5 separate regions of the Mus musculus genome follow, and regions 1, 2, 3 and 4 are each linked to region 5. The links are chromatin contacts, called in public HiChIP or PLAC-seq, capture Hi-C and promoter capture Hi-C maps. All regions are on one chromosome and are shown on one strand. The core of a region is the stretch at or near the end of the contact, and the rest is flanking DNA. Distances in the headings are between cores, read along the strand shown. Region 1 has its middle 19 kb from the start of Acvr1b. Region 2 holds the start of Fignl2 (fidgetin-like 2). Region 3 holds the start of Acvrl1 (activin A receptor, type II-like 1). Region 4 has its middle 20 kb from the start of A330009N23Rik. Region 5 holds the start of Krt8 (keratin 8).

Region 1 (5,424 bases), core at 1,466-3,965, 850 kb before region 5:
CCCATAGGTAATAGTTTATACTTTCGTTTGTACCTGAAATGAATACAATTAATTGTTTTTTTTCTTAATGTTCACTCATTCAAAATGGCCTTTCCTCCTGGCCTGGTGGTGCAGAGCTTGAAGGAGAGGCAGGAGGAACAAGGGTTGAAGACCCTTCTCATCTGCAGAGTGAGTTCAAGGCCAGTCTAAGTTACAACAGAGAAAAGGGAAAGAAAGGAAGGAAGAAAGGAAGGAAGTTCGATCTTTCCACCACGCTTCCAGATTTACATTAAAAAGAAAAAATCCAGGTGTATATTGGCGAATGCAAGGGAAAAGACTCACAAGCTGACCTGTTACAGTTATTTTGAGAAGGCGATGGTGACTCTCAGCACCTTCAGTAACTTTTTTTCAAACATTTAAACTTCCACAGCTGAAGCGTCAGCAAGGGTGGCTTCTTCCTTCCAGGGCCCTCATCCTGCTTTTTACTTTATTTTTTGAGATAGGATCTTGCTATATCTCTTTCTACTCTGGCCTTGAGCTCAGCCTTTGCCTCAGCCTCCTGAAAGCTCAGGCTAGCGGCAGTCCCATGTCCAGCTAAACTCCTCACCTGGCGATTTGGGTCTTTCCCACCAATTTCGCATTAACCCGCTCCAGGCAGAAACCTTCATGCCCACCCCACCCCCACCTCCCCTCCTCCCTCCCGTCCCCTTTATGGTCACATTATTGGAAGAGTGTCTGCCTGCTCACTCCCACTCACGCCTCAGCCCACTGCCTTCTGATTTTGCCATGGAAACTGATCTCTTAGAGGTTACCACTGGCCTCCTTGTTACTAAATCTAGTGGGCCTTTCTTATTCCTTCCGTCTTTAAACCTGCTGACCATGCCAGCCTCTGGCTCTCCCAGCACCCACTGCGGGCGTCCTGGTCGCTTCGTCACTGCTTTCGCCCGAGGTTCTCGGTACGCGGTGCTTGCACTGGGTTCTCTTCTTTTGCACAATCTTCCTGGGTCATCTCAATGCAACTTGGTATTAATGCGTATGAACGGCCTCCAGTTTTGTGTTTCTGTTTGTTCCTTATGACAGGATCTCTCGTGGCTCAAGCTGGCCTCAAAGGCGCTATGTAGCAGAGGATTACCTTGAACTCCTGACTCTCTGAAGAGCCGAGAGGCAAGCATGTACCGCTGTGCCTCATCTATTCAGTTCTGGGTGTTAAACCCAAGGCTTTGGGTATGCTCAGTAAGCACCCTTGGGCCTTCTGAGTTTGAGGTCTCCAACCTTCTGGATGGTTCTTTAGCACAATCATGTCTGACATGGATCTCCTCCATCCTGTTTTCCTCCCTACCTGGAGTGACCTGCTTTAGCTCAACAAACACAACGTTCATTCATAATTATCTGTTCCCTCCCACCAGGTCCCCATTCCAGTCAGGAGAACCTCATCTCCCTGGCTCCCAAGACCTCTGTCAACTGCTCCTCAGTTCCCAGCATGCTTGGCTAGGCCACTGGGCCCTGTTCCTATTCACCCCCCTGGTTCTGGCCCATCCAGTTGGAAAAGCTCCCCTTATTTCATTGTCCTGCTCAGACCTGCAAATGTAGCTAACAGGCCTCTGACCTGCAGCCTGGGGCCACAGTCCCCCTCCCCCCCACCATCCAGCCACATTGAATGTCTTCTCCAGCCCTTAGTTCCTTTTGCCTCAGGGCTTTTACATACTGTCCCCTTTGTCTGGGACATGCTTAGCCTGGCTACCTGGCACTCATCAGTAATAAGCACGTGGGAGGTGAGATGGAGTGGACCTTGAAGGGTGGCAGGCATGAATGTCAATTCCAGCTCTCTCAGCTACATAACCTCATGTCTGTCGATTAACTTCCCAGGACTCATCCATAGGGAAGGGCGTAGCAAGACCTAGAACTCCTAATGTGTATTGGTTTTTTAGCCATCTGACCTACCCCTACCTATCTGAATTCTATTCCTTCTTCCTCATGCATGTACAGATGGCAGTGAGCCCCAGAAAGTACATAGGCAGCACAGCATGGCATAACCCACCCCCACAGGCACCCCACAGCCCACCCTCACATGCACCCCACAGCTCACCCCCACAGGCACCCCACAGTCCACCCCCACATGTACCCCACATGCATACCATAGTCCATCCCTACAGGCACCCCCACAGACACTCAACAGCCCACCCTCACAAGCACCCCACAGTCCACCCCTAATCTCCTAAACTAAGCCCTGGAGTCCAGGAAGACTCAGTGCTAGGTAGCAGAGAGGGCAGATTTGAGTAACAGACTGGAGCAGAGGAAGCAACGCCCAGAGAGGAAGAGGCTGCCAAAGGGAGGGCTCTTCAGTATCTAACACCCTTGTTCTAGTGCCCAACTGAAGCCAACTGAATTGTGAGAAACTCCTGCATTTCTAGCCAGGGAGGAGGAAGGGGGTTCCCTGGATTTCAGTGAAGTCTTAAGTGACTTATATATCTTGTGAAACAAGCATGGTTGAGGCTAGGGCTGTGGCTCATCAGTAGAGTACAAAGCACACACAGAGCCATGGGCTCAAGCCCCGTGGTTACATAAAGCCAGGCCTGGTGGGTGGGGCATGCCCTCAACCCCAGTACTTTGGAAGTAGAGGCAAGATCTGGAGTACAAGGTCAAACTCAGCTACATAGTGAATTTGAGTCAAGCCTGGGCTACAGGAGACCTTGCCTCAAAAGCAAGCAAGCAAACAAAATTCATTGTAAAAATGAGGAAATGAGCCAGGCACGGTGGCTCATGGCTATAACCACAGTGTGTGAGAAGCTGGCGGGAGACCACTGCTGTAGATTTGAAGGCAGCGTGGTCTACATAGTGAGTATGGGGACTCCTCGGACCAGGTCACGAGAAAATAAAAATTAAAAAGTTTAAAGAAATAAAGCCATAAATGAGGTGTTTACATATATAGTAGCCACTAATAAGTGGGGCTGTGCAGTGAGCCGATTCTCTCCCCCTCCTTCTTCTCTCCCTCCCTCCCTTTCTTCTCTCCCTTCCCCCTTTCTCTTCCCCCTCCCTCCCTTCTCTCCCTCCCTCCCTTTCTTCTCTCCCTCCCTTTCTTCTCTCCCTCCCTTTCTTCTCTCCCTCCCTTTATGCATGTGTTACACCCTCCCATCCTCTTCTTTCATCTTTCTCTGCCTCCCAGTCTTTCAAATTCCTTTACCCCTTCTTTTTACATTTTTCCCATACAATATATTTTGATCATGTCTCCCCACCCCACAATACCTCCCAGACCCTTCCCATCTCCTACCCACCCAATTTTATTCTCTTTCTTGAAAATAAAGTCCAAGAACAAACCCACAAAAATTAAAATTAAAAGAACCAATGAGACATACATATTGCGCATATATATATATATATATATATATATATATATATATATATATCCACCAAAACAAAGCAAAATGAAACAAAAAGTCCACACAAAAAAAGTGGAATTTAGTTTTAGTTTGAATTAGCCAGCTACTGCTGGGCATGGAGTCTGCCCTAGAGTGGTTGATAACGCCCAGTGAGACTCCATTGGAGAAAACTGATTTCCTCTTTGGCAGAGAGTATCAATTACAAATAGCGTCGTGGTCGGGGTGGGACCCCATGTCAACTTTCCCCTCTCGGTTCTGAGACCCCATCAGGCTTGAGTGTGTGCTGATCTTGTGGAAGCTGCCGGGGTCTCTGAGTTCATGTGGATGTCAGTCCTGTTGTGTCTGGGATACATTGTTTCTTTCGAGTCCTCCAACACCTCTGGCTCTTATAATCTTTCCACCTCTTTTTCCAGGCAGATCCCTGAGCCTAGAGGGGAGGGGTTTGATGGAGACATGCCATTTAAGACTGACTCCCAAGTCTCTCACTCTCTGTCCACTGTCCACTTGTGGGTCCTGGTGGTTTGAATGAGGATGGAGCCTGTGGGCTCATGTGCTCTTCAGGTGGTGGAACTATTTGGGAAGGACAAGGAGGTGCAGCCTTGTTAGAGGTGTGGGCTGCCATTCCCAGTTAGCTCTCTCTGCCTCATGCCCGTGGGTCAATAGGTAAGGTCTCAGCTACTGCTCCAATGCCAGTTCTTGCTTGTTGCCGCGCTCCCTACCATGTGGGTCATGGACTCTAGCCCTCGGAAGCTACAAGCCCCAAAATTAAATGCTTCTTTCTATGTTGCCTTGGCCATGGTGTATAATCATGGCATTAGAAAAGTAACTCAGACCTGGGTCTCTGTGTTAACTCCTATCTACCAAGAAGAGTCTCTGATGAGGATAGTGTGAATCTCTCTGGTTTAACATACGAGCAGTCATTGCATTGCTATGTTCCTGTAGCAGAATTATAGCAGGTTTCCCTCTAGGCCTATGACCCATCTAGCCTCAGGTTCTTGGTCACTCTACTAGTGTCAAGTATGGGTTCCATGTCATGGATGGAATGGGCCTTAAATCTAATGAAAAAAAAATGGTTGGCTCCTCCTATAACATCTGTGCCATTATTGCCCAATATATTTTGCAGACACCTTCTTGCCTCTGGCTCCTGAATGCAGGGACTACAGGTGTGCACCATTGTGTCTGGCCTGATAAGGTCTTGGATAGCCCAGGATGGCCTTGAACTTTCTATATAGCCGGAATGATTTTGAACCCCTCATCCTCCTGTTTCTACCTTGTGAGTGTGGCTATTATGGGAGTGAGCCACCATGCCCCACCCCACCCCGCCCCGCCTGGCCATTTGCTTACTATTGAGCAGGAGAAGGATTGTATTTTGAAAGTGAAGAATGAAACTACACAGACTCTATCCTACTAAATGGAAGCCATTTATGTTATTGCGCCTGTACTGTGTATATTTACCACTGTGGTGCACATTCTGTTTTGTGTCTGGTATTTCTTAGTTAGCAGCTCATAAATATTTAAATATTTCTACAGGGTTTGTAACCATTTTAATGACAGCATAATATTTAAGTTTATCATGTAATTTATAAACACACACACACATTTCTTCTTCCTTTTTTTTCAGCATAATCATGCTTTGAAGGTAAGGCTTTTTTTAAATTAGCTTTCAGTTGGGTTGTTTTTTGTTTTCTATTTTGCTGTTGTTTGTTTTTGTTTTGTTTTGTTTTAAGACAGGATTTCTCAGAATGGCCACAGCTATCCTGGAACTTGCTCTGTAGACCAGGCTGTCTTCAAACTCAGTGATCTATCTTACCTGCAGAGATTAAAAGCATGTGACAACCCATTCAGATAGCTTGGTTTTGTTTTGGTTTTGTTTTGATCAGTGATCTATCTTACCTGCTGAGATTAAAAGCATGTGACAGGGCTGGAGAGATAGCTCAGCAGTTAGGAGCACTGACGGCTCTTCTGAAGGTCCTGAGTTCAAATCCCAGCAACCACATGGTGGCTCACAACCATCTGTAATGAGATCTGACACCCTCTTATGGGGTGTTTGAAGACAGCTACAGTGTAC
Region 2 (5,939 bases), core at 1,388-3,887, 950 kb before region 5:
TCCCCTCAAAAATGAACAAACCAAAAAGGGGGGGGGAAGCCTTCTTTGGGTGGTTTTTTAATCCTTGTCCCACCCCCTAAGGCCCCAAGATTTCAGGTGGGTAAAGTACGGAGGGGGTTGGGGCTCCCTGTCCCCCACCCCCCTTCTCAGCCTCTGGGCCAAAAGAACTTCCGCCAAGAGTCGCTGTGGTGTGAATCAGAACAATGAGAGAGGGAGGGTTAAAGCACAGGGTCCAGGAGACAGAGACAAGCACAGAAGGTGATGGATGGGGACCAGAAGGAAGAGCTGAAAAGGAACAGAGACAGCATGGGGAGGGGTCAGTGACACAACCATGAGAAGAAAAACTAAGCCAATACTGAGAAAGTAGAATGGGAAAGGAGGATGTCGCTCAGAGGACAAGAGACAAAGGTTGCGGGGAGAGAGAGCAGGAGTTCCTTAGGCCCTGGTGCCAACTCATGTCGGGTATGGCCAGTCTGCCGAGCGGAGATGGCGAACTTCCCGTCCACAATAAATAGGAAAAAAAACCTGAGTACACCGGTGCATATGGCATCGATCTGCCTGGCAGAAGCATTTTCCTTCCCATTTAAAAAAAAAAAAATCCACCGGGAGAGCCCGCCCTCTCCCCGCCCCACATTCATCACTCCTTTGGCCAAAGACATCACCCCCCCGCACCCCCAGGCAGAGTTGGCCTCCCCTGCCACCCTCAGTGTCCGGAGCCATACATTTTGTCCCACTCAACTAACGAGTCCAGCTCCTTGGAGGGAGCCCGAGAGCCCACCTTGGCTAGAGCAGCCTCCACATCTTTGTAGGAGAGGGGCCTCTGCAGTCCAGAGATGCCCGCCTCGGCCGCTGCCTGCTGGCACAACTGCCCCAGCTCGCCCCCAGAAAAGCCCTGAGTTCCCTGCACCAGGGCGGCCAGCTCCCGCTCGTTCAGCGCACAGCCCTGCTGAGCCAGCGCCCTCTGCAGGATCTGCCCGCGCGCCGCGCCGTCGGGCAGCGCCACGTAGAAGCGCAGCGCGAACCGCCGGCGGGTAGCTTCGTCCAGGGCCGCCGGCCGCGAGGTGGTACCCACCACCAGCACGCCGTCGGCGCGCGCGCCGCAGCTGCCGTCCAGGCAGGTCAGTAGAGGCGCCCGCAGGGACGCGCCGTCGTCCCTCGCCGGCAGCAGCGCGTCCAGCTCGCTGATGAGCAGCACAGCGGGCGGGCGGCAGCGCGCAGCAGCAAAGGCCGCCTGCAGGAGGCGCGCGCCCTCGACGGCGCCCGAGGCCGCCAGGCCGGCTCCGCGCAGGCGCAGCAGCGTGGCACCTAGTCGGGTGGCGAGGCAGCGCCCCAGCAGCGCCTTACCGCAGCCGCGGGGCCCGAAGAACAGCACGGTCCGCGGCGGGAGCGCGCTGCCGGGACAGGCGGGCGGCCTCAGCAAGGGCCAAAGCAGCTCCTCCTCTAGGGCCGCCTTGAGCGCGCCCTGGCCCGCCACATCCGCCCACTGCACTGGGGGCCCGCAGTCTACCATCTTGCTGCTCACCAGCTCCAGCGCCCCCGGGTCCACGCCCTTGGCGGGCTCCCCCGACGGCTCCGCGAAGCCTCCGTGGGCGGCCGGGACCCGCTCCGGGAACTTGTCAAAGGGCTCGAGCTGCGGCGCGTAGGCGGGGGAGCCCAGGACCTTGAGAGGGCCGCCGCCGCCGTACTTGCCGGTCCCATCCTCCGTCGCCCCGGGTGGCTTCGAACGGAACCCGTTGCCCCGACACTCGGTGTCGTCCGCGGCGGGGTAGGAGGCGCCGTCGGCCGCGGGGGCCTTGGCCGGCTCGTAAGCGTACTTGCGGTAGCGGGCTTCCGCGCCCTCGTCCACCGCCTTGCGCTTCAGCGACACGCCCTCGGCGGCCGCGGGGAAGCCGTAGGGCGCGGGCCGGGGTGGCGCGGGCGCGGGCAGGGGCGTGGGCGCCGCCAGCCCGGAGGGCAAGTAGGGCGCGGGCGGCGCGGCGGGCGGCGGGAGCGCCCCGTAGCCGGGCTGCGCCGCGTAGCCGGCCGCCGGGTAGTTGTAGAGCGGCGCCGAGGGGCCGTAGCCGGGCGGCGGCGCTGGCTGCAGCAGCGCGGGCGGGGGCGGCGGGGCGAGCGCGGCGCTCGTTTGCGCGCAGTAGCCGGACGCCAGGTACCCGCCTCCGTAGCCCGCCGCGTACTCAGTGGCCGCCGACGGTCCCCCGCACGCGTTGCCCGTGTACAGCGGCTCAGTCAGGTTGCCAGCTACTACCGGGGAGCCCCCGAGGCCGGCGGAGCCACCCGCGCCAGCCGCCTTGGCTCCCGGGAGGCCTTCGTGGAGCGAGGCTAGAGGGTAAGGTGGCTCTGGCCCGGGCCAGGGCTCCGGGTCCCCTTTGGCACCGTTGAGGAAGGCGGCGTCACCGTAGCTGCCCAGGCCCGGGCGCTCGTAGTCCAGGACTCCGGAGTACTTCTCGGCGTAGCGCTTGAGGAGGTTGGAGGCTGTGAGGGCGGAAATGTCGTCGTGTGCCCAAGCGTAGTGGCAGCGCTGGCGACCCCCTGGAGGCAACTCCAACTTGTGAGCCGGCGACGGAGTGGTGGAGGAGACGTCCAGGTGCTGCTCTGGCCACTGGTTTAGGGGCTGGGCGTGTTCCGGTGTCCAGTGCATCTTCAACAGAGCTGCAGGCGAGAAGAACAGCGGCTGGTCAGCTCCTGCAGTGGCTCTAGGGACCCACTGACAGCTTGGTTAGCCAATGACAGGCTACCCGAGACCCTTTAGACCTAGAGTTAGTTTTTTAAAATAGTTTGCTGTACTCCAAGAGGAATGCAGAAATGCCATAGTAAACCTTCACTCCCGGCAAGTTACCCTGACCACACCGGCTATGCCCCTCCATGGACCAGATCGAGGGAAGGGCCAGACCATGTGAGGCTCACCCGTAGCAGACACTTGCTGTTCGCTCACTATGGGCCAGCCACTGCAGCGTATCAAGGTTTGTAAAGATTAGTGCAGCCTGTCCAGAGCTGCTGGATATGAGGCCCAACAGGTTGACATCCTACTCTGTCCACCTTGGCGTTCCCTTGAGATTCAAAGGTCCACCATAGGCCCTGGGATGTGAGCGTACCCATCAGCCCTGGAAACCACAGTGGCTAGCCCAGCAACCTTATTTCCTTGCGGTTTGATTTCTTCCGGCCTTTGGCTAAAGCTCAATCTTCAGGTCATACCCCTCCCCGCCCCAACCCACTCAAATTTATATTATGATTCGTAACAGTAGCCAAATTAGAGTTATGGAGTAGCAACAAAAATAATTTTGTGGTTGAGAATTACCATAACATGAGCAACTATATTTAAGGTTGCAGCATTAGGAAGATTGAGAACCACTGGCCTAAAGAAACTAGAACCTGGGAGCTGGAGAGATGGCTCAGTGGGTAAGAGCACCGACTGCTCTTCCAGAGGTCCTGAGTTCAATTCCCAGCAACCACATGGTGGTTCACAACTGTCTGTAATGGGGACTGGTGCCCTTTTCTAGTGTGTCTGAAGACAGCTACAGTGTACTCATACACATTAAATAAATAATAAATAATTTAAAACAAAAAACTAGAACCTGACCGAATGCTGTTTGTTTGCCTGCTACCTGCTCCATCCAAAATGACTCTTATCACCTTACAAACATTATTTGGGATGAACAGATGGTGTGCTGAGGTATGTGAGATAGTACGAGCATGCAGATCATGTCAAGTGCATCACAGGGCTGGTAAAGTACCTGCCTCATCTCATGCTCGGGGACCCGGGTTCTATCACCCGAGGGGTTAAAGATGAACCCTACTTTGTTCTGAGCTCCCCAGTCACCAAATGAAGAGGGAGCTGTGGTCAGACTCATTTCACAAAACACCCTTACTCAAAGGGAGCAAAACTATTTGTGGTGTGGGGATCCTAGAGCCAATCTGTGAGATACCACCTCTGGACCATGAAGAGGGTAAATGTTCCCAGGCTGGTCCTACACCCTCCTCTAGCACCCATCAAGGCACCAGTCCTGAACCAATAAGAGATACAGGGCCCAAGAAATAGAACCATGTAGGCACCTGCCTCCAGTGAACCGACCTGACCCAAGGACAAAATTCCAAAGATGACATAAGCCCATGGCATACTGATTTTACAGTGATTATTTCTCAAGCCCAAAGCTTCCAAACTCTGTGTTGGTATGTGCATATTTTGCTGCACTGGGGTTGGAACCCACAGTCTCCCGCGGGCCAGGTAAACACTCCCAAGCTTCTTGGCAATATCATATCAATCATATCAAATCCTGCATGTCCTACTAGGCCTGGGGTTAGATCAAAAGGTATCCCGAATGGTTCAGCCAGCTGAGAAGTCGAGAAAGCAACATCCTTTGTGGAGTAAGGAAATAGAGGCCTTTGACCTTGGGGCTCTTGAGAGCATAACACTCCTAGTTAAGGACTCACCAAAAGACTGGTATTTTGGTAGCACCATGAAGGGTTACGGGCGGGGGTGGGGGGGTGTCAGTGCATCCCGGATGACAGGACCAGTACATCTGGAACAGCAGGGCTGGTCAGATGCAGCTGTGCCTGCCTGCATTCCTTGCACTCAGGAGCCTGAGCCCTGGTGTTTAACGCCAGCCTCAACTGCACAGAGCAAAGCAAACCACAGGCGGCTCCCTTAGGATACTCTATTGCCACCTGCTGGAGACATCACAACCTACAGAGCTAGACGGGCTCTTGTACAGTGCACACCAACAAAACTAACCACGGTGAGCCTGTAGAGAGGACCAAGAGATGGGGTTGAAGTGTTTCCACCGGCTCTGCACACCCAGCCATAGTGGCAATGGTCATACACAGCAACGTGGCCGTGCCATGGCTAATGGCAAAAGACAGCCTTGGAAAGTGAATCCCCCCCCCCATGTTAACCATCTATATCAACCACGTAGCCAAATGCCTGATGGTCCACAGAGAAGGCATTAGGAAAGTCACTGGCTCCTAGAAGGAAGGTAAGTCCTGGAGGGTGCCAGCAGCCAGACGTACTACATGAGGGGCGTGTTTTTCAGAGCCTCAGCTCTCTCTGAGGGGTTTTCAAAGATGAGAGCCAGTCAAAAGAGCAGTTTCCCAGGACGTCCGGTGACAAGTGACCCAGTGACAGGGTCACAGGAGGTAGCATCAGTTACATCAATGCAAGTGTGTCACTACATCAAACCCAGGCTCTGCCCACAGTTACTATTACCTGTGTTCTGGCTCAGAGGAAAAACATGTGACTTTGAGGACCGCGTCTCCCCTGGGTACACAAACCCAACGGAGGGAAGAAGGGCACAATGAAGGTCCAGGCCTGGGCCCGACCCTCGACTCCCTTATCGGGCAGTGTCTCTTCTTACTGTCCAGCCTTGGCTCCAGCAGTCTTCACCCAAGTCCTCCGCTAGGCAGCGCTGGCGCTCACTCATCGGACTAAGGATCCCAGGTTTCCACTTTGACGGGTTCTCCTAGACTGATTCGGCCCTCAATTTCCTCTGCAGGAGACCCCGTGCTTGACATGGCACCTATACCACTCATTCGCTGGCTCTCCTCAAACACTTCAGGTCAAGGTCTCCCCACGTTAGCCAGGAAAAAAAGAAACACGAAACCATGGCTCCTGTTTTCACTCTTATCTGCGTCCGTATCCACCTCGTGACCAAAAGCTTGACGGTCCACCCACCTCAATAGATCCCCATCTCGAGCTAGCACAGGATCATCAGTCCAGCCTAACTGCTGTACACCAGGTCCTTCCCCCTGGTGAGTGTACTCTTCATATCTCCAAGATGACTTCCCTTGACCCTAGGTCCCCACTAACTGCCAGCCAGGCTCTGAACCACTTCTTTTGAGGATGTCTGTCTACACGTGGTGACCATGACCTGTTACATGGCCTTTAGGATAGCAGGGAGGCAAGAGCTGTTCTTCCAGCAACTTCTGCTGAGCTGGGTTCTAGAGTG
Region 3 (5,514 bases), core at 339-2,838, 880 kb before region 5:
TGTGAGCAACTAATTCTTGTAGACTTGGACGCAGTCTGTAATTCCTTTTCTATGTCCTCATTGGCCTGAGGCCCTAGTGCTTTCTCCAACTCTTGTCACTCCTCCCACATCCCCCGCCCCTGCCCCAAGCTCCCCGTGCACTATGGGAGGCTTGGGTTCACAAGAACAGCCCAGGCACCAGCCAGTGTCGGGAACGCTAAGAAGAGGGGAAAGATGCCACCCCTGTCCACAGCTTCTCTTCAACCTCCTAAATTGACTTCTCTCCGTCTTACTTCACAGGCCTGCCCACAGAAACTCTTCAGTCCCCACTGACCCCCTCAGCCACTTCCCAGCTCCTGACCTTACCCATGGTCCCCTATCTGCCCCTTCCCAAGGAGGCGGACCTTAGACTTGGGCTGCAGAGGTCCCATGGGTCCTGTCCCACTCAAGACAGAGAGCCGCCGGCTGGAGAATGAAAGGCTTACCGGAAGCCATGGCATGTGGGAGGAAGAGTGGGTGTGAAGATGGTCATGTATCCAAGCTCCCTGTTCTATAGAGTGTAACAAAGCGACCACCACAATCTGGAAAAGCAGATACTGTAATCCATAGTACTGCAAGACATGGTCTGTCCTGACCCTGAAATTTGGTTGAGCCGGGGCTCTGGAAGGTCATGGGGCTCACAATTCAAGAAGCTGCTAGCATGTGGAGCTCAGCAGAGGAAGTAAGACCAGTGGGAGCCTCCCGCCTTTCTCTCCCCCAGCCTCTATCCTTGCCAAAGGATAGGGCACCTCTGTCCCATCTTGCAAAATCTACATGACAGGCATGACACCTTAGAGATTGCTTCTGTGTTCTCCCACTGGGCTAGGGCCACCCCTTCCCTAGCCTTCTCAAATATTAGCCGACAAACTCCTTCCTTGAGGAACTTAGATAGGCACCATCTTTTACCGTTTGAAAGATGGAACACTATGCTCATTAGTAGCGGGGGGGGGGGGGGGGGGTTGAAGCCCCTGGAGGTGTTAGTGGGGTCACAGCAACTAGCCTGGATTCCCAGCTGGTGGAACTACTTCAAGGTCCCCCACAAGGATATTCACAAGGCTAAGAGTAAAACTCAAGTCCTGCCCAGGAAAGCATAGATTTTCACCCAGTCCCAGCCTGTACTGCCGATCAGGAAGAGGAAGAGTGTCCTGTCTTCCCCATCCCGAGCCCTCTGCCCAACTCCCCAGCCGCAGGTCCCAGCCTCACAAGGTTCCATGCCCCAAATTCTAAAGCTCCCCATCTGGTAGTTGTGCCCCGCCCCCATCCCGTGGTTGGGGTCCCAGCCCGGCTAGACAAAAAGGACACGGCTGAACAGAAAAGACAAGGTGGCCTTTCCCTCTATTCTGGCCACCCCTGACCTGAGGGAGAGGAACAACTAACTGTCAAGCCTTGAGGTGCACAGACCAGACTGACTCAGAACGGACCTATCTAGGTTTCTTTAGCCCGAGGCTGAGCGTTGATGGCCAGCACTGTGGACAACGGAAGGGAACAAAAGTATTAAGGGTGAAGGGCTGGAATTTGGAGGCAAAAAGATTTAAGCCAACTGGAGAATCCAAAGGGCGGAGCCAACTCTGGAGCAGACACTCCCAGCCCAAACTCAGCTTTCTTAGCGCTGTTCCTTAGGAGTGAGCACAGGTAAGTTGGCTGCTACCTCACGCGGGTCCCTCCCTGAAGCCCTCACGAATCTAGATTTCTGCCTCTGGGTGCAGGCTACCCTCTCCTGGCCTAGAGCGACGCTTCCGCAGCTAGCTCAGTCCCTACGTTCCTACCCAGGACGCACGGGACCCCAATGCCTGGGTTCGAAGCCTGTCCCTTCGTGGCAGGGAGGGGCTGGGGTGGTCGCACTCGGTCTGCAGCCCTCTAGAGCCGAGCCCTGCTGCTGGGAGGCGTACTGGGCAATAGGAAACGAGTTATTAGGAGGGAGTGGTGGAGCCGGGCCAGGCAGGAAGAAGCTAGAATAAGAAACATTTTGCTCCAGCCCCTTCCCAGTCCCCGGAGGCCGCCGCGCCAGCCGCGCAGATCGAGACCTTTCCCGGCCCCACAGGCCGGCTCTGGACGTGAGACCCCGGCCGCCTCCGGCAAGGAGAGGCGGGGGTCGAGTCGCCCTGTCCAAAGGTGAGTCGGAGTGCCGCTGGGCCGGGCAGGGAGACCTGTCCCTGGTCTCAGGGGGACCCTTCTTTATGTGGATCTCAAAGACCTCTCAGACGGCGCGTGGCAGGGTCAGTTTTAGCCGGGCAAGACAGTCAGCAGTCCCCTGGTTGTGGACACACACCTCCCTGCTACCCCGACCTGAGCGTGGAAGGGGGCGGGTCGAGCACGGATGGGGAATCAAAAAACTTTTTTTGCTAGGTATCCTGAGGCCTTTAGCTTCTCTTCCCTGCCGAGATTAACTCTTCTACCCTTATCTATAAAGGTAAAACGGGACTGAAAGATTCTTCCCTCCTGAGCTCCAGGGTGCTCTGTTGACATAGGAGCGACTTCCCTTGCGGAACCTCCTCATAGAGACCACTTAACCTGGCACCCCAATCCTTATCTCTATAGGGTCACAGAATTCCCCTGCCGTGGGTGTCCTTGACATTCCCCTTTAGGGACTCCTGGCCCTCCCCCAGGCTGAGATCCAGGCAGTCAGTCAGCCCTGCAGAGAACAGCTCTGCTTTCTTAGGTCTTCCTTTGAAGGACACATTCCCCTGCTCACGAGCAACTTCTGGATGAGTTCGGCCCCCTCTCTGACCCTCCAGGGTCAGTCTGTCTAGGGGGTCTGTCTAGGGTCTTTCCTCTCTGGATCCTCACCACTCTAGCTGGCCCCCCACCTGTCTTCACAATTATCCTTCTTTGTTGTGGGTGGTTTTGCTCACACAGCCTATCAGATGGGAGATAACTGTGCCCAGCTTGTGGAAGAGAGGTCAGCTTCAGGCTTTGGATGACTCTGAGAAGGGTGTCAGTCAATGACATCAGGAGACACCATGGTTGGGAGGTTTTTTGTTTGTGTTTGTTTGTTTGTTTGTTTTTGATACAGAGCTGGCCTCAGATTTTCAGTCCACCTGATTCAGCTTTAGTCTCTTTCCTGCCCTGCCTCAGGAGGCTTCTGAGTGCTGGGATACAGGTCAGTGCCGGCACATCTGGCTGCCGAGGGCTTGCTCCGTGCCACTTGCCACACAGTTGAGTAACTCTCGTGGGTCTCACCTGGGAAATGGTACTCTTCTTATGCCAATCTCCAAGCTGTGAGACGTAGCTGCCACAGACCACCCTAGCTAGGTATGGGGGTCCCTGGGATGTGGGTTCTCGAGGCTAGGTAGGTAAGGATTTGGCGGTGACAAACAGAAACAAACACAGAGGCCAGGAACAATACTCAATACTGCCAGGAACATGCCTGTTCCTGGACTGTGAATGTCCCATGATTCTTACCTCCTCGCCATCTTAACTCGATGTGTCTCTGTGGAGGAGTCTGCAGCACTCTGACGAGGTCCTCTCCTTACCTGAGAAAGTATTTTTTTTTTTTTTAGAAAAAGGATAGAGAAAGCTTACCTGCCTCGAGCCCCACATTGAACCCCAGCTTCCACGGACCACCCCAGTCGGGTGCTTGCTCAGGGCCAGTGTGTTGGTCTGTGTGCTGTATAGGAGTCTCTCCTTTCTGCAGCTTCCCGGTCAGAGATCTTAGTCACTTACAATTAACTGTGGTGTGAAAACAGTCAATGGGAATTTCCAGAACTAGGGAAGATATATATTTATATATATATATATATGTATATATATATATATATATATATATAATTTAAATCCATACTGTCTCCAGAATGTAGCGAAGTCTCACCTCCCCTCACCTCATCGGTCATATGAATCATCTCTTTGTCCAGTACATCTATACTGTACACTTTACCTGTCAGTCACCTAGTAGCTGTCAGGGTTATCAGATTGATCGAGAAACCTTTATTTTAGTCAACCATGGTCTCAATTGCAAGCTCAGGGGTGCTGGTGACTCAGTACACCAAGGAGAAGCTTTATAATGCTCCCTTTAAGTAAAAAGACAGAGGTCCTGGCTATAGCATATTACTATGGGTATTGTAATTTCTTACTAATGTTGCTGTCTCCTGGGTCTAATATACAAACTAGACTTTATTACAGGTATGTTATAGGTAGAGGGGACAGGACATGCAGTTTGGGTTTCATGCACCCAATGTGATTCAGGGATTCATCACCGTCAGATGAGGGGGAACCATTGTGCCGTACTGCTTACAGAGGCTTAAGACTCTAAAATCCAGGCTGTTCCATCCTATTCTACCACTATAGACTTAAAGGAATATGCAGGTGAATACCGAGACTGGCTGCGTCCAAGAGGCCAGTAAGTGCACAGCTGTGGAAGATAGCTGAGTTTCCACTGTGCTTCCCTACCTTAGGATAATCACAGTGTGGCAGAGCCCTACTGCTGATAGAAACAGGAAGACTGACAGCCACCATCCAGGCTCACTCCTCTCTGGGTCCTCACCTGACCCTCAGAAGGTGACTGAGAAGAAGTCTGGCAATGAGTAGGTGGTTTCCGGGCAACAATATTTGGAGGAGGGCAGCAGTCACTGACACCACCAGGGGGGCGTGTTGTTAATGTCTGCAGAGACCAGGACCCCTTTTGCCTCTTTGAGGGCCTCACCAAACTCTAGAGGAAGAGCAGTGATTGAGGAAGGATTAGTTGTTGGCCACTTACGTTTAGCGCCACGCCATATTTAGCACTGCTTCCTGTAGGAGTGTTGCGAGGCTCCAAGGAGACAAGCCCCTGCGGTTCAGTGCCTGGTGCAGAGTGAGACCTTAGGGCACCCTGCCTGCCATGACTTCCCTGCGTTAAGTTGGTCTTTGAAAGCCGCTTAACATCTGGGTGATGTTTAACAACAGCGGTGACGCTTCTGTGTGCAGGAGATTTTTTTCCTGTGCTTTTACTAAGGAGGAAAGGAGACGCTTAAGACCGAGATTTACTCCCACGCCCACCTCATGCTCAACCCCAGATAGGACGAGGTTAGCTCCGTCTGTCACAGCCCCGGGGCTGCACCAGGGTGACTTCTGCTAACCTTTCCCTACGCTGCTGATGTTTAGAGATGCTTTTCACCCACCTCCATATTCACGCTCGATTTGCGGTGTCACCAACTCCCTGATCCTATAACATTCTCTTTCTTCCCGCAGACATAGGGAGGCACCGGGAAAGGAACTAAGAGTCCCTTCCATCTCTCCATCCATCTAGCGATGCCCCATGAACAAAAGCACAGGAGACAGGTTTGGCTCAGTGCCAGACACATTTCTCAAAGCCTGGTGCCCACCCCAATGGATCAGAATTCCCTGGGGAGACCATTTACAATACATGCCTTCCCTTCCTCCTTTCCTTCCTTCCTTCCTTCCTTCCTTTCTTTTTTTTTTTTTTATCCCCTTCATTTTTGACTTCTGGAGTCATATCTTGTTACATAACTGAGGCTGGCCCCAGCATCTTAGATCTTCACTTGGTATTCCCAAATCTCCGGC
Region 4 (5,279 bases), core at 2,263-4,762, 760 kb before region 5:
TTCCTGTTTCCTCAATAAACAAACAAACAAACAAACAAATAAATAAATAAATAAATAAATAAATAAAATATATAATTGGTGCTTATTTTGTATGATATATAAAATATAATTAATATATAATATACAAAATATATTGTGTGATATATGTGTGTGGATACACACACACACACACACACACACACACACACACATATATATGTATGTATTCCATCTGTGTATGTGTGTATGTGTGCTGAGCCTTGCATACCAATGTGTTTATATGTTTTGTTCTTCAAGACAGGGTTTCTCTGTGTTACCCTGGCTGTCCTGGAACTCTGTTGACCAGGTTGACCTCAAACTCACAAAGATCTGCCTATTTCTGCCTCCTGCGTGCCGGGGATTAAAGGCATGTCCCACCACCATTGGGGCTTTCTTTCAAGTTTTAATTTGTGTGTGTGTGTGTGTGTGTGTGTGTGTGTGTGTGTGTGTTTGCCTGAGGTGGTGGGTAGTTTTTAATGTCAATTTGACACAGGCTAGCATCATTTTGGAAGGAGGAACCTCAACTGAGAAAATGCCCCCACCAGATTGGTCTATATGCTTGTGGTCTGTCTCTGTCTTCTTAATTAGGGATTGATGTGGGAGGCCAGGGTTTTGTGGGTAATATTATCCTTGGGCTGGTGGTCCTGGGTGTTATAAAAAAGCATGCAGAGCAAGCCATGAGGAGCAGCCAGTAAGCAGAACTTCTTCATGGCGTCCTCATCAGTGTTTTATCACAGCAAGAGAAACTCCAAGACAGTTTGAATGTGTGGGCATGCAACGTATGCAGAGGCTAGGATTTGAAACTAGTAGCCAGCTCTTATGACTGAGCCATCCCTCCAGCCAGCCAGAGCTCTTGCTTTTTTGATTCTTTTTAAAAGATTTTATTTTATATCTATGACTACACTGTCACTGTCTTCAGACACACCAGAAGAGGGCATCATATCTCATTACTGGTGGTTGTGAGCCACCATGTGGCTGCTGGGAATTGAACTCAGGACCTCTGGAAGAACAGTCAGCACTCTTAACCACTGAGCCATCTCTCCAGCCCAAGGTTTTGTTTTTATAACATGTTGAAATCCATTACGCAAAATTACAATTATTTATTTATTTTTTGGCCCCAACTCTGTAGTAAGATGTGGAAGTCAGAAGAAACCACTTCAGCTTCCTCTCTGGGAGGCAACAGCAGCCACAGTGTGCCTGTGAGGCCACAGGGCCCCAGATGGGAACTCTGTCTTGTTTCTTCTCAGCATGTGACAGCTTCTTGGGGTCACAGTTTCCTAAATACCAAAGCAGTGCTTACCTTACAGGGCCGGTGAAAGAAGAGACAAAGCTAAGGAAAGCTTAAGCACAGAGCCTGGCCCAAGGCCCTGCACGATGGATGCAGCAGGGTCTCCTCTCTGGCAGGTCCTCCACCACACCCCTCTCTAGCCACGTATTTTAGTCTGCTGCTTTAAGGAGCCATGCTCTGGCCCAGATCTGACTTTCCCATGTACCATTTCTTCTGTTTGGAATCTCTCCCCTCTGTTTAAAAACTGCTTCATGCTGGACATGGTAGTGCACACCTTTAATCCTAGCACCCAGGAGGCAGAGGGAGGCAGATCTCTGTGAATTTGAGGCTAGTCTGGTCTACAGAGTGAGTTCCAAGACAGCCAGGGCTACATAGCGATATTCTGTTTCAAAAACAAAAGCAAAACACTGTTTCATTAGCGGGACACTGTTGTATCCCTCTCTAAATTACAACCTCCAGTTAAATGTACATGGATCCATAGAGAGCCCAGGCATAGCAAAAGCATACAGGGAACTGAGCTCACTTTCATCTTGAATGGGGCATTCATTCCACATGGAGTTCCCGGTCCTTCAGACTCACATTGACATGTAAGCTGGACTTCTCTGGGCCTCCTTTGCATAAAGCAGATTATGGGCATCTCTGCTCCCCACTTTCCTGAGATACGTCTCTACACCTCTATACTCCACTGAGTGATCTTTCTTATGCATCTTGGATACTCCAGGACTCCCCAGAATGCCAGCATCCAAGGAATTCAAGTTCTTTGTGCAGAACGCTTATAATCTTCACATATAAGTTGCACATATTATTCACTATAATTACTTATTTAAGTTTTAAGATAGTCTTACTTTGCCGGTGGTGGTGACACACGCCTTTAATCCCAGCACTCGGGATGCAGAGGTAGGTGGATTTCTGAGTTCGAGGCCAGCCTGGTCTACAAAGTGAGTTCCAGGACAGCCAGGGCTACACAGAGAAACCCTGCCTCAAAAAAATTAAAAAAAAAAAGAAAAAGTCTTACTTTATAGCTCAGGCTGGCCTCAAATTCAAGATTCTCTTAATCCTAGCCTCTTGAGTGCTGGGATTATAAATACAAGACACCATACCTGGCTCTGCTCTACACTGTAAAGCTCTGCACTAGGGATAGTGTTTAGTGTGGTGAATGTTATGTGTGTTATTATAACGCTGAATTATTTAGGCAATAGTGACAAGAACAAAACCTAGATAAGTCCAGTGCAGATGTAGTTTTGTCTTGTTTTCCTGAAACATTAGAACCCACCCCTGAAAATGACATTTATTTCTGGAGAAGCCTGGTCAAGACACCAAAAGCTCCCTGAGCTCTGACTACCTCCTGGGTAGCTTGGTTCTCCCTGGCACCTTCTCCTGGGGTTTGACCTGAGCCATCTGGGAAGCATGGTTCAGCAACCTCTCTATCTTTTTTTTTTTTTTTCTTTCTCCCCTCCTACCTCCAAGTGGTCTTATTTTTTGTTATACTTTAAAAAACAAACAAACAAACAAACCCCAAACAAACAAATCCAAACCTTAAACATCTACTTATTTTATGTCTGTAAATTTTTGCCTCTGTGTATGTATGTGCACCCCGTGCATGCCGGGTACCCACTGAGGTTAGAAGAGGGCGTTGGAACCCCTAGACTGGAGTTAATGACGGTCGTGAGGACCCAAATCTGGGTCCTCTTAGAGCAGCTGGAGCTCTGGACAGCCGAACCATTTCTGCAGCCCTTCTGTTTTGCTTTTATTCGGGGCAGGGCTTCTTGTAGCTCAGGCTGGCCAACTCCCAAATGCTGAGATTACAGGCCTGGGCTACCACGCCCAGCAATTAACTTCATTTTTGCACCATTGCTTGTGTGGGTCTAACGGAAAAGGGCCTAAGAATTGAGGACATTCACCTTTAATCGCACTCCGTGCCCCTCGGGACTGTCTGGAACAGATTTGGATGCCAAGTCTCCAAGCCAGCCGCGCTACGAGTTTCCACACACCCCCACCCACCTCCTGCCTGGGCCAGGCCACCCCCACCCGGGCAATGACGTCTATTTGCATGCACCAGCGCCAAAGGAAGCGTTGGCTCAACGACGATTTGCATGCTCTCACGCTATTGGCTGCGAGGGCGGCGCCGCAGCCAATGGCTGCAGCGGTGTTTACAGCGCGGCTTGGGTGATGTAATGGAATCCTGGCTAGCCCGCCGAGCTCCCTGCGGACTGCGCGGTGACGTAGCGGCTTCCCCGACCGCACCCGGCGTGCAGGGCCTGGCGCGGGCAGTAGGGGCATGGCTCGCCCGAGGCTCGGTGCTGCCCCGCCGCCCGCCGCGTTCCTTCCGGCTTGGTGTTCCGGTGGCGGGACCAGGGAAGGGAAGCTCGGGCCAAATCCGGTCTCGGGCGAGGTGACAGAAATTTGGAATCTGACACCGGAGGATGGCTGAGCTCCGGCTCCTCTGGGAGTGCAATTACGGACTTCGCACTTTGTCAGCCACGCAGCTCTACAGCCTTTGCTGTTGTCTGCGGGTGTCTGTGTGTGTGTGGGGAGGGGGGGGGGCGGGGCGGTGAGAGTGATTTTGTAACTCTAAAGTTACAGAGGGTTTTGTTGTGTTTTTAATCAAGAGCCCTGGTTTTGATTTGTGGGTAATCTTTCTTTAAACCTCGCCCATTTCCGGCCTGGTGACCTGGGCCACTTTCTCATGTTGACCCAGATGATCCTCAGTAGCAAGAACAAAAGGACAACAGATGTGGAAACACTCAATGAAGCACAGGAAGGGAAGATGGCCTCTCCACCTCCAATCCAGTGGCCTTCTAGAACTCTGCAGTCCTTGCAATAGTCTTGGGTGACCCCATTTATTTTTTTTTATTTTTTGCCTTTGAGTGTATGCTTAAATGTGGGGAATGGCGGGGGGACCCCAGCCAAGTAGTTATTGATCCTGAGGCTGAGGAAGGGACCTATGAAGGGAATCCCCTTTGCAGTCCCAGGCAGGGGAGTCCCTCTGGGCCCAGTGGGTTAGTTAACCCCTCCACATCCTCTAACCCAGGCAGGGAGGATGTGAGGTAACATACTGGCTCCTCAACTATAAGCAGCTGAATCCAGGTCACCAAGTATGCTAGATGGCCTTGGGCCTTGTGGCTCAAGGTGGCTTACTGTTTTTCACCCTTGGGACTTCCATCTTGTCCCTGTCTCATACCCTTGAAATTCCGGACAGCCTAACCTCCATGGGGTGTTCTTTCCATTTCTAGGCCTTTTTCCACACTATACCCCACATTCTTTTTCTCTAGGGTGGCCCCTCTTCCCTCATATATCCTTCCTTACTCTTAATCTGTCTTGACTGTGTAGATATCCCCTCATAGTAAAACTAGCTGCTGGGCTTTTTGTCTCCGTGTCTTTTTTTTTTTTAAGACTTATTTATTTATTTATTTATTTTTTTGTATATGAGTACACTGTAGCTCTTTTCAGACACACCAGAAGGGGGCATCAGATCCCATTACAGATAGTTGTGAGCTACCATGTGGTTGCTGGGAATTAAACTCAGGACCTCAGGAAGAGCAGTCAGTGCTCTTAACCGCTGAGCCATCTCTCCAGCTCTTGTCTCCCTGTCTTAGGAACCCTCCAGGGTGTGGGCTAGTACCAATGAGGACTGCATCCCTAACTGCTCCTAGAAGCCCAGCCTTACAAAGGACTGAGTGGTTTACCTTCCCTCTCCACTCTCCTGTCTGCAGGAGGAACTGGGAAGTGGTCCTGGGATTTGGGCAGGGAGGAGGGGACACCGTGGTGAGTGCCTTCTGGGAATTAGAAAGCCAGGCTGTGGGGCTGCTTGGCCACTGACTAGCTGAGGAAGCCAGTTAAGGGAACCACAGTGGGGCTATTTATAGGAGATCTGTTGTGACACAGAGGTCGCCATGCCCTATCTGTGCAGCCCCCCCTCCCGCCAAAGCACAAGTAAACACCAGCTGGGCAAAGCCAGGCTAAGCATTTTTTG
Region 5 (5,477 bases), core at 1,809-4,308:
TGAGACTGAAGCAAAACTGACCATGTGGCCACAGGACCAAACTATCCCCTATGCAGAGGGTCACGAGAACATAGGCCCGTGCCCCCCAAAAGTGAGGCGGCGTAAGAGGACTTTATTCAGGGAGGGGGCTCACTTATTCTTGAAGTCCTCCACCAGGCCCTGCATGTTGCCAAGCTCAGCCTCCAGCTTCAGCTTCTCCTGGCCCAGGGCTTCCAGCTGCCGGCGGAGGTTGTTGATGTAGCTCTCAAACATGTTGTCCATGTTGCTCCTCGACGTCTTCTGCTGCTGCAACAGGCTCCACTTGGTCTCCAGCATCTTGTTCTGCTGCTCCAGGAAGCGCACCTGCATGGGGAGGACACGAAAAAATTCCACATCAGGCTATAGTCAGGATCTGGAGGGAGGGAGGGAGAGAGGGAGAGAGGGAGGGAGGGAGGGAGGGAGGGAGAGAGGGAGAGAGGGAGGGAGGAAGGGAGGGAGGGAGGGAGGGAGGGAGGGAGGGAGGGAGGGAGGGAGGAAGGGAGGGAGGGAGGGAGGGAGGGAATCACTGTCCCTTCCCGTGGTCACGTATGTCCTGGGGAAATAGTGCAGTGTCCTGGTGATGGCAGCGTCGGGAGCCATGTTCCTCCAGGACTTGGGATGGGAGAGGCTGCAGCCGTAGCTGCGGAGGGGGAGGCTGCAGCCATAGCTGCGGAGGGGGAGGCTGCAGCTGTAGCTGCGGAGGGGCTTTTATTTGAATAGATGATACATCACAGCCTCGTTTTCTGTTCGTTACCTTGTATGTAGGATTGAGAATGGCATCTATCACACTATCGATGATCATTCGAAGGGATCTTGAATAAAGATCCTGGGAATTGTAGGGAACTCTCTCCCTGCTTCCTATAGCAACACTACTGTTACCCTGAGCTGTGTAACTTGGTCTGGGTCTCCCCAACCCTGCAAATAGCTCCAGAAGGCTCAGGTAGGCGCTTTTGGGAGCCCCTTCTCCACAAGGGCCCACTTTTAGCAGAAGATGAAGCAAGAGAGCAGGCAGGTACGTCTCCTTCCATCCTTCCCACCCTGTTGGAGCAGCCTTGGAGACCCCTTAGCCTTGGGAGTCCCACGACCCTCTTCCCACTTGTCCACAACCAACCCCGCCCTCCCTGCCCCCTTCACATCTTAGAGCGCACAATCCAAGACGTGGTACAGGGAAAAGCCTTTTGTAAGGATAATAGCCTGACTGCTCCATAGGAGCAAAATGCACTTCACACTCTCAGGCCGGAGCGCTAACTTTTTAAACTGGGGGGAAACTAGAAAGCCATCCTGTGGGAACAATCGGATTACCTTCCCACAACCCACACTATAAATCCTTTCTTCCCCGTAATTACAATAATAATAATAATAATAATAATAACCCAAGTAATCCATTCTAATGGAATGCTGAATTCGGGCCAGGTGCTGCTAAAGCTCGTCACACTTTGAGCTGAACAGGCAGAGAAACTGATTTGGGGCCTGTCGTGTCCATTTTACAGAAGAGGAAGTCAAACTTGACAAGATGGCCCATTGGAGGAAATTGCCGGGCCCTGTAACCACAAGGCACATGCCATGTCTGAGCCAACTGCTCTCCATCAGGATTCTAGGGGGAGTTAGGGACCGGACCGTTGGAGCTAGTAAACCCTTGTGAAGAAGAGGCAGACGCTCCTGGGGCGTCCTGTGATTCCACAGGCTCAGCCCCGTGTTTTCCCTCCTCCCGTTCCCACACCGCCTCTCAGGAGCCAGTCAGCAAAAAAGGGCCAATCGTCCCGGGGCCACGAAGGCCACTGTGCCACAGGACTGCAAAACCTGGCCTGGCTTTCGGCTTGCAAAGGAACCAGGCAGTTGGGGCGGAGCCACCGTAGAAAGAGTGAAAGGGGTACAAGGGCCAAGCTCGCAGAGGGGCGTGGGTAGGCCGACGCTATCTGAGGCCATAAACTCCGGTCTTAACAGGTCGTGAAACAGGAGCGGAGTGTCCAACGCCCGCAGACTTTGAATCTCGCACGGGCCTTCCCGAGGCGGAGCCCTGAGACTCACCCTCCCCTCCACCCCACCCCACTCCTGGTGGAAGGGCAGACCCAAGACCTCCGCCCTGGCTCTACAGCGGCCCCGCCCACTGGAGCAGGGCAGGGGCCGAGCAGTGACTCAGCCTGGAGCCCCCACTCTCTAGCCTTGGGCACCAAAGACCTCCATATGCGTTTGTCGGGTTCAATCAAGACACCTGAAACCTTCTAAAATCCTTACACCGCCCTCCATTATTTAACAGGAAGATAGAAAAATACACAATGCACGGGGCACCATGAGGAAACCTTGGGGCAGTTGGGGGCGGGGGGGCGAGGGGGCGTCCCCGCCACCAGAGAGCAAAGCCACAGGGAAGGGACCAGGCCCTCCAGTGAATGGGAAGGTGCTCCAAGATTTAGTCACAAGCACTTCAGACCCTCTGGGCCCAAGCCAAAGGGTATGAGAGAAGTAGAAGAGAGTGTGGCCAGAATGGGTGGGTCCCAACAGGAGCTCATGGGGGGTGCGAGGAGAGATGTACGCATCTCTGTGTCAGCAGAAGAAAGAGCGAGCGCAGGACGGTTAGTCGGGAAGAGAGGGGTCTCACCTTGTCAATGAAGGAGGCGAACTTGTTGTTCAGGGATTTAATCTGCTCCTTCTCCTGAGTGCGCACAGCCTGGATGTTGGGGTCCACCTCCAGCTTCAAGGGGCTCAACAGGCTCTGGTTCACCGTGACGGCTGTGATGCCCCCGACACCAGCCCCGCCAAAGCCGCCCAGACCCACGCCGGTGCCCATGCTTCCCCGGAAGCTGCTGCTGCTGCTGCCCACCCGGGAAAAGCTGGAAGAGCTGATGCGGGCACCGGGTCCACTCGTGAACGAGCGGCTGCTGAAGGCCCGGGGACCGGAGGTGGACATCTTGTAGGATTTCTGAGTCACCCTGATGGACATGGTGAAGTCTGGAGCGAAGGCAGTGAGCTGAAGACGGAGGTTCGAGAGCGAGCTAAGCAGCTGCTTCTAGACGGTGGGACAGCGCCCAGCGAAGGCCCTTTATAAAAGAAGAGGCCAGCCCCAGGGGAGGGAAAAGGGCCTCTTACCTGAGTGGCTAGACACTAGAGGGCAGGGCCTAACCCAACGTCTGCAACCTCCAGACGGGACTCAGGTGAGGGCAGCAGAGAGCTGTTCCCACCCGGGATCCCTCTCCAGCCCCACCCTAAAAATCCAGGAGAGAGCAATTGATCCCTGTGAAGGCAGGAAGTGAGCCTGGGATCTCTGACCTAAGCTGTCTTATCTCCTGCCCTCCTGTGAGAACTACTTGGGCTGAAAGGGTTCCCAGGCATTTTAGTTTAAAACACTGGGTCTCAACTCAACACAGGCAAGCTACTAGAACTCACTAGAAGTTGAAACTCAAGGAAGGTCGGAAGGGCCCTTCCTCGGGAGTCACGTAACAGATATGCTGTAGGTTCTCCACCAGTGGGTTGCAATCCCTCTAGGGATAGAGCTATGTTTTCCCAGAGGTGACATATCAAATATCCTGTGGTTCAGAATCTTGGGGGGGGGGGGTCACAACCCCTTTGGGGGTATAAGTACCCTGAAGCCTAACCAAAGCCGGCACCGGCCTTTACCAGCCAGCACTAGGACTGAGGGTGTGCCTCATCCACCACATCTCTGGCTGGTCTCTCCTAATACCTCCAAGAGACCTCCTTTAGGTGGAGCTGGCCAGGCTGACCAGCAGGGCCCTTTCGTTCCCAAGCTCCTGTTTGCTTTGTCTGCCCAGGTTACAGCTAACACCACTACCCCACCCCGCTACCTGTGCAGCATCCTGCACCCATAGGCTGGCAAAGGGGGGTGGGAAGGTAGGTAGATATTTGAGGAATGAATGAAACACAGGCTTCTAGCTGTCTTCTCTCTTGTGCAAGGTAAAGAGAAATCAAACGCAGCTCTTCTCTCTGGACACAGCACAGTATTCTCCTTTCCTACCCAGACCCGAGAGAATTCCCCAGACCAGACAGAGGCCTCGAGGAATAACAAAGACTGAGGGACAGAGGCCAAGGCAGAAAAGGGAGACCCCAGAGAATAGAGGCACAGGGGCTTTGTTGCAATCGCTTCTTTGGAGACACCTTCCCCAGGCTGCCAGGGCAGTGACTCATGGTGCCTTGGAACGGGATGGCCCTGCTGGTGGTGACTCATTCTCCAGCCACCTGGACCCTTCTCCTCTGCCCCCGGCCCCAGGCTGGCCAGATGTGATGAGGATAGTACCCTGTCTCCCTGCACCTGTCTCTCTGAACTCATTATCCCATTATCAGAGTGAGTCAGGAGAACAAGCTGGGGCACAGCCTGCACCTGTGAGAGGTTGGAGACTGGGGAGCAGAGCAAGGCCCTCCAGGCCTGGGTGGAGCAAGCAGGCAAGAGGTTTGGGTCCCCAAGGCAAAGATTCCACCTGCAATTAAATTACCTGATGGGTTGGGCTCTCTGGAAGGCACTTCAGGGTGTGATGTGGGGATTGGGTGGATCTCAATTAAGGAAACCAATAGATGACAGATATCCAAATTCCCTGGGGAACTGGGCGGTAGCAGACACCACCCCATAGCCAGGGAAAAGAGTAAGCACCTACTAAGAGAACTGTCTATGGATTCCGCCCCCCTAGGAGAAACACCCAGGACTGCTCTATGGGCACATATAGGCAAAGGGACAGAGACCCAGGATGGGCACATATATGTTCCTGCCAAAAGGGACAGAGACCCAGAAAGTCACCCCTAGAGACACACAGACATGTTCCTTCCCTACACGGCACACCTCTCTCCCTCTTTGTCTGAGAAGCCACCCCTACCTGTGTGTGTGTGTGTGTGTGTGTGTGTGTGTGTCTGTCTGTCTGTCTGTCTGTCTGTCTGTCTGTCTGAGGACACTTCCAGAAAGACCAATCTAGAAATCCCCAAGGATTGCACAGAGACCATATTCCTTCCTTGCCTGTCTTTTGCTAGGAGTCCCCAGCCTTGGGCTTCCAGCATGCTAGGAAAAGGGAAATCCTATTTACACCAGGCCCTCTCACATCCCCCTCAGTCAACACTCCGTTTTCAGGTGAAAATCAATTTAGGTGTGTGTTTATCACCCCCTCTCTAACACAGGCCCACACCCAGCAAGATTGGAGATTTTTTTTTCCAGCAAACCAAAGGGAGGGAACCGCGGCCGGCGCCGCACCGAGCTGTGAGAGAAAGCGGAAGGAGAAACGGAGCAGCTGGTCAGACAGGTATGACAGCCCTGGGGAGGGACAGCCAACTCTCCCTTTCTCCCCTTCCCCCACACCAGTTTTGGAGGGACCTGAAGGGAAGGACTGATTTAGGCAACTCGTAAAAGCTCGTCATCCAGCTCTCTTTCTGAAATCTCAGCTTCCTCCACCCTAGCTGCCTGGTTTCTTGGTCCCAGGAGTGTCTCTCAAGGTGTGGGTAAGGAGGCAGTAAAGGTGAGACCCCTG

What was found. Promoter capture Hi-C pulls out the DNA fragments that hold promoters and counts their contacts. HiChIP or PLAC-seq counts read pairs in DNA pulled down with a chosen protein or histone mark. Capture Hi-C pulls out chosen DNA fragments and counts their contacts.
Region 1: an H3K27ac HiChIP or PLAC-seq map of microglia shows a contact between it and region 5, with 7 times the contacts expected there. The contact joins the enhancer-like site here to the promoter of Krt8 in region 5. A contact is called at or near these places in 1 of 39 promoter capture datasets (hippocampal neurons), 3 of 115 datasets of contacts at active chromatin or transcription factors (embryonic stem cells, microglia and pancreatic cancer cells) and 1 of 9 other capture datasets (embryonic stem cells).
Region 2: a capture Hi-C map of embryonic stem cells shows a contact between it and region 5, with 2.7 times the contacts expected there. The contact joins the promoter of Fignl2 here to the promoter of Krt8 in region 5. A contact is called at or near these places in 1 of 39 promoter capture datasets (hippocampal neurons) and 1 of 9 other capture datasets (embryonic stem cells).
Region 3: a promoter capture Hi-C map of pre-B cells shows a contact between it and region 5, with 5 times the contacts expected there. The contact joins the promoter of Acvrl1 here to the promoter of Krt8 in region 5. A contact is called at or near these places in 11 of 39 promoter capture datasets (the 3T3-L1 cell line, 3T3-L1-derived adipocytes, the HPC-7 cell line and 6 more), 2 of 115 datasets of contacts at active chromatin or transcription factors (bone marrow-derived macrophages and pancreatic cancer cells) and 5 of 9 other capture datasets (adipose tissue, embryonic stem cells, liver and 2 more).
Region 4: an H3K27ac HiChIP or PLAC-seq map of extraembryonic endoderm stem cells shows a contact between it and region 5. The contact joins the enhancer-like site here to the promoter of Krt8 in region 5. A contact is called at or near these places in 8 of 39 promoter capture datasets (the 3T3-L1 cell line, 3T3-L1-derived adipocytes, the C10 cell line and 5 more), 1 of 15 datasets of contacts at CTCF or cohesin (the NIH/3T3 cell line), 1 of 484 Hi-C or Micro-C datasets (cumulus cells) and 15 of 115 datasets of contacts at active chromatin or transcription factors (bone marrow-derived macrophages, craniofacial prominence, differentiating embryonic stem cells and 11 more).

Annotation. Positions count from the first base shown.
Region 1 is chr15:101,152,721-101,158,144 of GRCm38.p6, forward strand. No RefSeq gene overlaps it. Among named protein-coding and RNA genes, the nearest start is that of Acvr1b, 19 kb to the right of the region's middle. Within about 2 kb of position 2,716, at least 43 of the 459 cell types and tissues checked have an H3K27ac peak or open chromatin away from gene starts, as enhancers often do. A contact at or near this core is called in microglia, where this site is marked.
Region 2 is chr15:101,051,762-101,057,700 of GRCm38.p6, forward strand. Fignl2 (fidgetin-like 2) reads right to left here and starts at 2,638. Exons shown (of 1, transcript NM_001214911.2): 1 at 1-2,638. The coding sequence starts at 2,638. The coding sequence ends at 704.
Region 3 is chr15:101,126,934-101,132,447 of GRCm38.p6, forward strand. It overlaps Acvrl1 (activin A receptor, type II-like 1), which reads left to right and starts at 1,589. Exons shown (of 11, transcript NM_001277257.1): 1 at 1,589-1,650; 2 at 1,994-2,130.
Region 4 is chr15:101,243,004-101,248,282 of GRCm38.p6, forward strand. No RefSeq gene overlaps it. Among named protein-coding and RNA genes, the nearest start is that of A330009N23Rik, 20 kb to the left of the region's middle. Within about 2 kb of position 3,513, at least 406 of the 459 cell types and tissues checked have an H3K27ac peak or open chromatin away from gene starts, as enhancers often do. A contact at or near this core is called in the NIH/3T3 cell line, bone marrow-derived macrophages, craniofacial prominence and 13 more, where this site is marked.
Region 5 is chr15:102,001,284-102,006,760 of GRCm38.p6, forward strand. Krt8 (keratin 8) reads right to left here and starts at 3,059. Exons shown (of 9, transcript NM_031170.2): 1 at 2,615-3,059; 2 at 134-342. The coding sequence starts at 2,956. Gm36026 (a long non-coding RNA gene) reads left to right here and starts at 4,860. Exons shown (of 2, transcript XR_875678.2): 1 at 4,860-5,252.